2 separate regions of the Sus scrofa genome follow, and region 1 is linked to region 2. The links are chromatin contacts, called in public HiChIP or PLAC-seq maps. All regions are on one chromosome and are shown on one strand. Each heading gives the region's core, a stretch centred on a gene start, on an enhancer-like site or on the middle of the called end of the contact. The rest is flanking DNA. Distances are from core to core; before and after follow the strand shown.

Region 1 (3,717 bases), core at 308-2,807, 54 kb before region 2:
TACTGTCCCTCTCTCTGATCTGTTTTTTCTTCCCTCTTCACTTCCCAATCTTTGGATCTCAGCTCAAACGTCACTTTAGCAACAAAGCCCTTTCCCCATATAATTTAAACCAAACATCAATATTCAGTATATGCTCTCTGTGTCATATACTTTTCCTTAGTCCCTGTGTTACATTGCAAAAGTGGCCACAAACATGTTGCCTCTGTTGCCCCTGCTGCCCCTGCTCACAGCCTTCCTACCAGAAGACTTGGGAGTAAGACCGTCCTGGCTCATCCAGCCACCAGCTGAGCAGAAAAGTATGAAGGAGGCCAGCTGAGCAGACCCAAGCAGAAGAACCACCCAGGTCACTCACCGAATCCAGAGTTAGCTAAAGGACTGTTGTAAGCCACAAGGTTTTGTGGTGGTTTGCTACACAGCAAAATCCGATACAGTAGCACACACCTCAGATGCAACTGTACCTGTGTTTGTTTGATTAGTGACTATCCCTCAGAGGAGACTGTGAGCTCTATAAGAGCAAGGACTGATTTCAGGTTACCACGCCCTGCTCAGAGACCAGCATAATACCTGGACATACCTGGTACCTAATGGGTAACCTGCTGAATGAATGAAGGGAAGAGAGAGGAACACATTAGAATGCCAGAGAACAGAAGTTCCAAAACACCTGTTTGTCCAAAACAAACTTTCATCAACCCAAGACACTGAGGAATAGGAGACTAAGATAGCATTTCCTCTGCCTCCAAGATCTCAAAGTCTAGACAACAGAGTCGGTACAAAATCAACAGTCTGATTCTACACTGGATGGGACCCTAATGCTGTCTGGTGTGTGGAAGTTGTTAAGGGAGGTTTCTTGGGATAAATAAAGCCTAGATTTAGTCCCAAAGATGTTTACCTAGAAGAGCGGCATAAACGAAGGCCAAGGACAACGGTTTTCAAAGGCAAGTGAAAGGCTCCTGTTCGTTATTTCTCTAAGAAAATATTAAGGTTTAAGCGTCTGTCTCATCAAATTCTAAGGTCCTTCAGGGCGAGGGTGGGGGTGTTATCTTCTAATCTTTGCATCATTCCCAGTGTTTAATATTATCTTTTCCACAAAATGGGAACTCAGTTAATATTCGTTAGATAAATGAAAAGCTAAAGACGAGGTGGAAAGCACCGCTCCTTCCAAGAGCCCACACTTTCATATTCAACACAAAGAGATGGAAGTTGCGCTTTTGTTCTAAGACTCAACATCGCATAAGCAGAAACTAGACCCCAATGGCCTTCAGTTTTACGTCTCCCTCCTCGTTACCGGTTGACTAGCTTTTTTCCTGAATTGCTCGCAGTCCAGCTCGTTGGGACCGAGACGGGCATCTGGTAAGCTGAGCTCTGCAGCGGTAGGAGAGGCCCGGCAGCCGCACGCCTTCCACGTTCCAGAGACACTCTCCGCAGGCAGAAGCTCACGGGCGGACGCGCCGGGCCGTGGGCGAGAGCGGGCCTGGGGCCTGTTGCTCCCTCCTGAAGATTGGCCCGCCCCGCGCCCTCGCCGCGCTCCCGACGCGGCGGAGGACGCGCGCCGCGTTGCCGTGGAAACGCCGGGGCCTGCGCTGCGGCGCGCGGGGCGGGTTCTCGGGCTCACGCGCCCCTGCGCACGCCCGGGCGCCTTTGAGCCCCAGTCGTTGGGCCCCAGCCCGGGGTCTCCGGCTGTGCGCGAGGCAAGATGTTGAGGCGCAGCTTGGAAAACCGGTAACAGCCCCCGGGCTGCAGCGGCAGAGGGTCTCCCACACTCGAGGGCTCGCGTTGGGGAGAAAAGCCTCTCTCCGTGAGCCTCCGCGACGAGTTCCGGCCCTGGTCCGGGAGCTGGAGCGTCCCTGCCGCGCTCTGGGGCCTACCTCGGTGGGCTGCGGTGAGCCCCGGCGGCCAACCCTCCACGCTCCCCGGGCGCCGGCCCCCGCGGTGCCGCGAACAGTGCAGACGCCTGGAGGCAGCCGGGCGTCCGGGACGCGCAGTGCGGAACTGCCAGGCTCCCGCCACCCGCGCCGCGGCGCCGCCGGCCAGGGGCCAGGCCTCTTCCAGCGCCTGTACTGTGGGATATTGAGGTCAGGCCCGGAATGGGGACCTATAGGAGGCGGCTCCACCTTGGGAGATGGTGGGATCATTGAAGGTTTGCGCCTTCAAAGCTGCAAAATGCCTCGGGAATGTTAGTATATCGAATTAACGTGAGGATGAAACCATCTCATCCCAAATGAGAATGATTTCCTTTTTGTGTCACCTCTTTCTCTAGGGACGCTCAAACGAAACAACTGCAAGATGCCGTCACAAACGTGGAGAAGCATTTTGGAGAACTGTGCCAAATCTTTGCTGCTTATGTGCGGAAAACTGCCAGACTGCGAGACAAAGCAGACCTCCTGGTGAATGAAATCAACGTATATGCCTCCACAGAGACCCCAAATTTAAAGCAGGGCCTGAAAAACTTTGCTGACGAGTTTGCCAAACTTCAGGATTATCGACAAGCAGAGGTATGGAGTTGAGGTCACGGCGTCATATTATGAATGAACCCTGAAGTAGTGGACGGAGGAGCCTTGAAGACTTGTAATCTACCTAACTGCAGTGGCAAACGCACTTGATGATAAACGTACATTTTCATGTCAGTAACACTGTGTGAGTCTATTAAAGGGAAGCTTCCTGTGATTTTACTGTTTTCAAACTAAACTCGAGGGTGTCTTGAAGTCCTGAATTTGTGCCCACCTCATTTGCCAACTTTTGGCCAAGGGGTGGCTATTTACAGGGGGTGGTAAACATAGTACCTATGGGAAGAAAAGCAGCATGACTTGTGTCTTATGTGCAGGTAGGTATGTTTTATTTATTTATTTATTTATTTTATTTTTTGCTTTTTAGGGCCGCACCCGAGGCATATGGAGGGTCCCAGGCTAGGGGTGAAATGGGAGCTGTAGCTGCCAGCCTAAGCCACAGCCACGCAGGATCCCAGCAGGCTGGGACCTACACCACTGCTTGTGGCAATGTGGGATCCTTAACCCATCTAAGCAAGGCCAGGGATGGAACCTGCATCCTCATGGATGCTAGTCAGATTCGTTAACCACTGAGCCGGGAACTCCCAGGTAGGTGTATTTTAAAGTATGTCTGGAGATGCAGAGTGCTGGGAACAGTAACTTGAGAGATTAAGTAGTAAATGGACAAGAGATCTTTCCTGCTGCTTCCATGCTCTGGAAAGGTGACCAGTGTTTCATTGAAAGGAAAAGAAAAGTGCACTGATTTATATTATGCATGCAGATTAGTGAAATTTTGTGGAGTTTTTTGTTGTTGTTTTGCTTTTGGGGTAGGGGAGAGGGAATAAGGTGGTATTGTAATTGTTTTCTTTCTAAAAGCCCATTTACTTCAGTACCTCATAAACACTTTCACTTGTATTTAATTTAGGATTCAAGATACAGGTCAGAAGTTTTAACTTTAACTTCTAACTTGTTAGAAGTTGCCCAATTAGAGCTGTGTTGCTTCTTTTGTACTTTTCTCATCAGTGCCTTTGGTCCTTTTTGAAAAGCCTAAAGCAGAAATTTCAATTATCAAAAAAATCCCTCAAAATCAAAAAGAACATAATGATCTTTGAACCTATAACTGCTAATCATACAGAAATTTGAGTAGTAATTACATTTGAGAGTACTCTGGGGGAAAATGTTGAGTTCTTGTCATATTCTTCTGTAACAAGCAACTCTCAGTTATACATTAAGT
Region 2 (3,761 bases), core at 698-3,197:
AATTACTCAGAAAATTTTTTAAAATTCCTCTTAAAGGAACAGTTTTCAGAACATACACCTTCTGTGCCACAGATATTAGTGACAGAGTGAATGCAGATCTTTGTGGGAAGGTCACATGAAGAATACTAGGCCTAATGGTGGCTAATAGTTAAAGTTAGCTAACTTTCCTAGATGCATGTTACCACACATATTGAGAATATTACATACATGTATTCCCTTAATAGTGATAAATCATTGTTTTTATTACAAAGTTTGTGTTTTTCTGAGAAAGCCAAAAGTCATTTCAAGCTAACACTAACACTAACACTGATGAATAAGGTGTCTTCAAAATATGCCAGCTTTTACTGGGTGTGGGAGGGGGACAAAATACAACAATAAAATAAATAGAATACAACAGAAGCAGAAAGGGAATGTAAATATTAAAATGTAATTTTTTCTTTTATGACCCAGATACTGGCTTTGAGGACAATTCTAAAATGTTTGGGGGCCGAGAGCCTCCAAGTGCTTGATTTTTTTGTCTTTGGGGGGGGGGCACCCACAGCATATGGAGGTTCCCAGGCTATTGGTTGCATCGGAGCTACAGCTGCTGGCCTACACCACAGCCACAGAATTGCTGGATTGGGGCCACATCTGTGACCTACACCTCAGCTTGCAGCAAGGCTAGATCCTTAGCCCACTGAGCAAGGCCAGGGATGGAACCAGCAACCTCATGATTGCTAGTCAAATTTGCCTACGCTGTGCCACAAAGGGAACTCCTAAGGGTGCCTATTTTGAAAGACAATATTCACTTATGTGTACATTTGATTAAAAAAATAGATTCCTTTTTTTTTTATTCACAACTGGAGTAAAGATGATCTCATCTTCTATACATGATTTCTTATGCTCAAAAAAAAGAAGACAGGAGTTCCCATCGTGGTGCAGTGGTTAACGAATCCGACTGGGAACCATGAGGTTGCAGGTTCGATCCCTGGCCTGGCTCAGTGGGTTAAGGATCCGGCGTTGCCGTGACCTGTGGTATAGGTTGCAGACACGGCTGGGGTCCTGCGTTGCTGTGGCTCTGGTGTAGACTGGTGGCTACAGCTCCGCTCAGACCCCTAGCCTGGGATCCTCTATATGCTGCGGGAGCGGCCCTAGAAAAAGGTAAAAAGACAAAAAAAAAAAAAAGAAAAAAAAAAAAAAAAGAAAGAAAGAAAAAACACAAAGAAAGTTCCGTCAGTAAAGATCTTTTTTTAGTGCCAATCTTCCGACATTGCATATTTCAAATCAGTGTTTTTCCTTTTTTGACGAAGGTATTTTTGACAAATTCATTGTTGAGATGTCTCTTTTAATACGATAATGACCTACTGTGTATAAATTTTTTTTTTTTTTTTTTTTTTTTTTGAGGGCTGGCACTCATGGCATCTGGAGGTTCCCAGGCTAGCGGTCCAATCTGAGCTGTAACCGCTGGCCTACCGCGCAATCACAGCAATGGGCCAGATCTGAGAGGCGTCTGCGACCTACGTCACAGCTCAGGAACCTGGATCCTTAACCCACTTAGTGAGGCCAGAGATAGAACCTACGTCCTCATGGATGCTAGTAAGATTTGTTTCCGCTGTGCTACAACGGGAACTCTGACTTACTCTGCATAAATTTTGATGTAAATGTCATTTAACAGATTAATGAAATAACACTCAGTTTGTGTGCTAAAATCAGATAATTTCTTTGCTGTGCTATTCTATTTCGCGACCTCCTAAATTAACTTCGCGTCCTGATAATAGGTGGCATAGCAGAGTTTGAAGCAAACATTTTAAACAGCCTGTCGCGCCTGCCAGGCTCCCGCGTTAGCTTGCATGTAACCCAGACCAGGCAGCTTCCCGCGGCTTTGGTAACCTAGCAACCAGGCAGCAGTGGCCGACACTTCCGGAATCCGGGCCTCAGTTGTCCAATCAGCTCTGCAAAGTCGTCGCGGAGGCTGATGGGGCGCGTATAATGCGCGGCCCGCTAGCGTCTCACCATGGTGACGGGCAGCTGTGGTCCTGGGGTGGCAATGGCCGCCAGGTCTGTCCGCTCCGTAGCGACTGTGACCGTATTCCTCTTATTGGTAGTGCCTCGAGTCTCACAGACTCAGACCTTCTTTTTCCCTTTCCAGCAACCAGAGACATGCGGTCACAACCAGTACTTCGATATCTCCGCGCTCTCCTGTGTGCCGTGTGGAGCTAACCAGATGCAGGATGCCGGAGGTGAGATGGCTCCGGGTGGGCCCTGGCTAAAGTACCACTCCCACCTTGGCTCTGTCCCCAGACCCCAGGGTCGTCGAAACACCTTTTCGTCTGCGGAAAGAATATTTCAGAAAGGTTAACTGCCAACAGCCGAGAGAAGGGTTTCCTTGGAGGATTGCAACTTGCGCACAACATATGAGGATGAGGAAACCCTGGTCCGTAGGCCGTTGCCAGTAATTAATTTCTTGTCTCCATTCCCCTACTCCTTATCCGGGAAGTCTTTTAGGGAGGCACCTGAAAAAACTGAATAAGGTGAAAAAGCAGGTGACAGGACAAATTGGGGAGGGAATACAAATTAGGGCTTGTACATTTTGATCGCTTTTTTCCTTGCTTTTCAAATCCCAGAAGTTTCGAGCTGGAAAAGATCTTAAGCATAATCAGGCCCAGCCTTCTCATTTTACAGATAAGGAAATGAATGACCCTCAGTCTCAACCTATGTATTTCCACTATACAGTATGTCAGTAATATTATAAATTTTCTTAGGATCTAGCCCTTTTAGTGTTGAATATTACTAATTGCCCTTGAGGTCTCTTTAAATTAAGCTTTTTTTTTTTTTTCTTCTTGAAACGTTTATCATTTGGTCCCTGGTTGTCCTCACTAAAACTGCTCAGAATAAGTATTTCCGTATTCTGAAGTCAAGGATTTTTTTTTTTTGTCTTTTTGCCATTTCTTGGGCTGCTCCTGCGGCATATGGAGTTTCCCAGGCTAGGGGTCTAATCGGAGCTGTAGCTGCCAGCCTATACCAGAGCCACAGCAACGCGGGATCCGAGCTGCATCCGCAACCTACACCACAGCTCATGGCAACGCCGGATCGTCAACCCACTGAGCAAGGGCAGGGATCGAACCCGCAACCTCCTGATTCCTAGTCGGATTCGTTAACCACTGCGCCACGACGGGAACTCCTGAAGTCAAGGATGTTTTTAATCTCCACTTGATCACCCATGGCATTAACTTTCTGCCATCTTCAAATTTTATATGTCCTTATAAAATAATCCTGTAGGACAGGTCAGGTAAGAAAAGATGAATGAGAAAGCGTTTCCCGGACTTTAAAGCGTAAGGGTTAGTTTCATAGTTATGAACCCTAGTATGATAAGCATTCTACTATATGTATACCTATGGATGTTGTATCCACTTAATGCCTTTTTAGAGAGTGCTGTCCTAACCTATCCATCAGGTCGAATAGTGATTATCTTATAAAATTTACTGTCTTTCCAAACAGAGGAAAACAATGACTTATTTGAATAAAGATAACTTTCCTAATAAGGTTTTGTTTTGACCAGGTAAATTTGAATTCATTGAGTATATATGTGTATGGTTGGGTAGAATAGAAGTGTAAAAATTCCAGAATTCCTGTTGTGGCTCAGCAAGTTACAAACCTGACTAGTATCCATGAGGACATGGGTTCGATCCCTGGCCTCGTTCAGTGGGTTAAGGATCTGCTGTTGCCATGGGCTGTAGTGTAGGCTGGCAGCTCCAGCTCTGATTCGACCCCTAGCCCAGGAA

The links. HiChIP or PLAC-seq counts read pairs in DNA pulled down with a chosen protein or histone mark.
Region 1: a contact with region 2 is called in an H3K27ac HiChIP or PLAC-seq map of skeletal muscle. The contact joins the promoter of FAM92A here to the promoter of TMEM67 in region 2. A contact is called at or near these places in 1 of 5 promoter capture datasets (liver), 12 of 47 Hi-C or Micro-C datasets (adipocytes, fetal heart ventricle, heart right ventricle and 6 more) and 2 of 2 datasets of contacts at active chromatin or transcription factors (alveolar macrophages and skeletal muscle).

What each region holds. Positions count from the first base shown.
Region 1 is chr4:42,983,322-42,987,038 of Sscrofa11.1, reverse strand. It overlaps FAM92A (protein FAM92A1), which reads left to right and starts at 1,557. Exons shown (of 9, transcript XM_005662973.3): 1 at 1,557-1,719; 2 at 2,258-2,492. The coding sequence starts at 1,694. LOC102158348 (a long non-coding RNA gene) reads right to left here and starts at 1,467. Exons shown (of 3, transcript XR_302908.3): 1 at 1,286-1,467.
Region 2 is chr4:42,929,292-42,933,052 of Sscrofa11.1, reverse strand. It overlaps TMEM67 (meckelin), which reads left to right and starts at 1,947. Exons shown (of 28, transcript XM_021089109.1): 1 at 1,947-2,037; 2 at 2,129-2,219. The coding sequence starts at 1,969.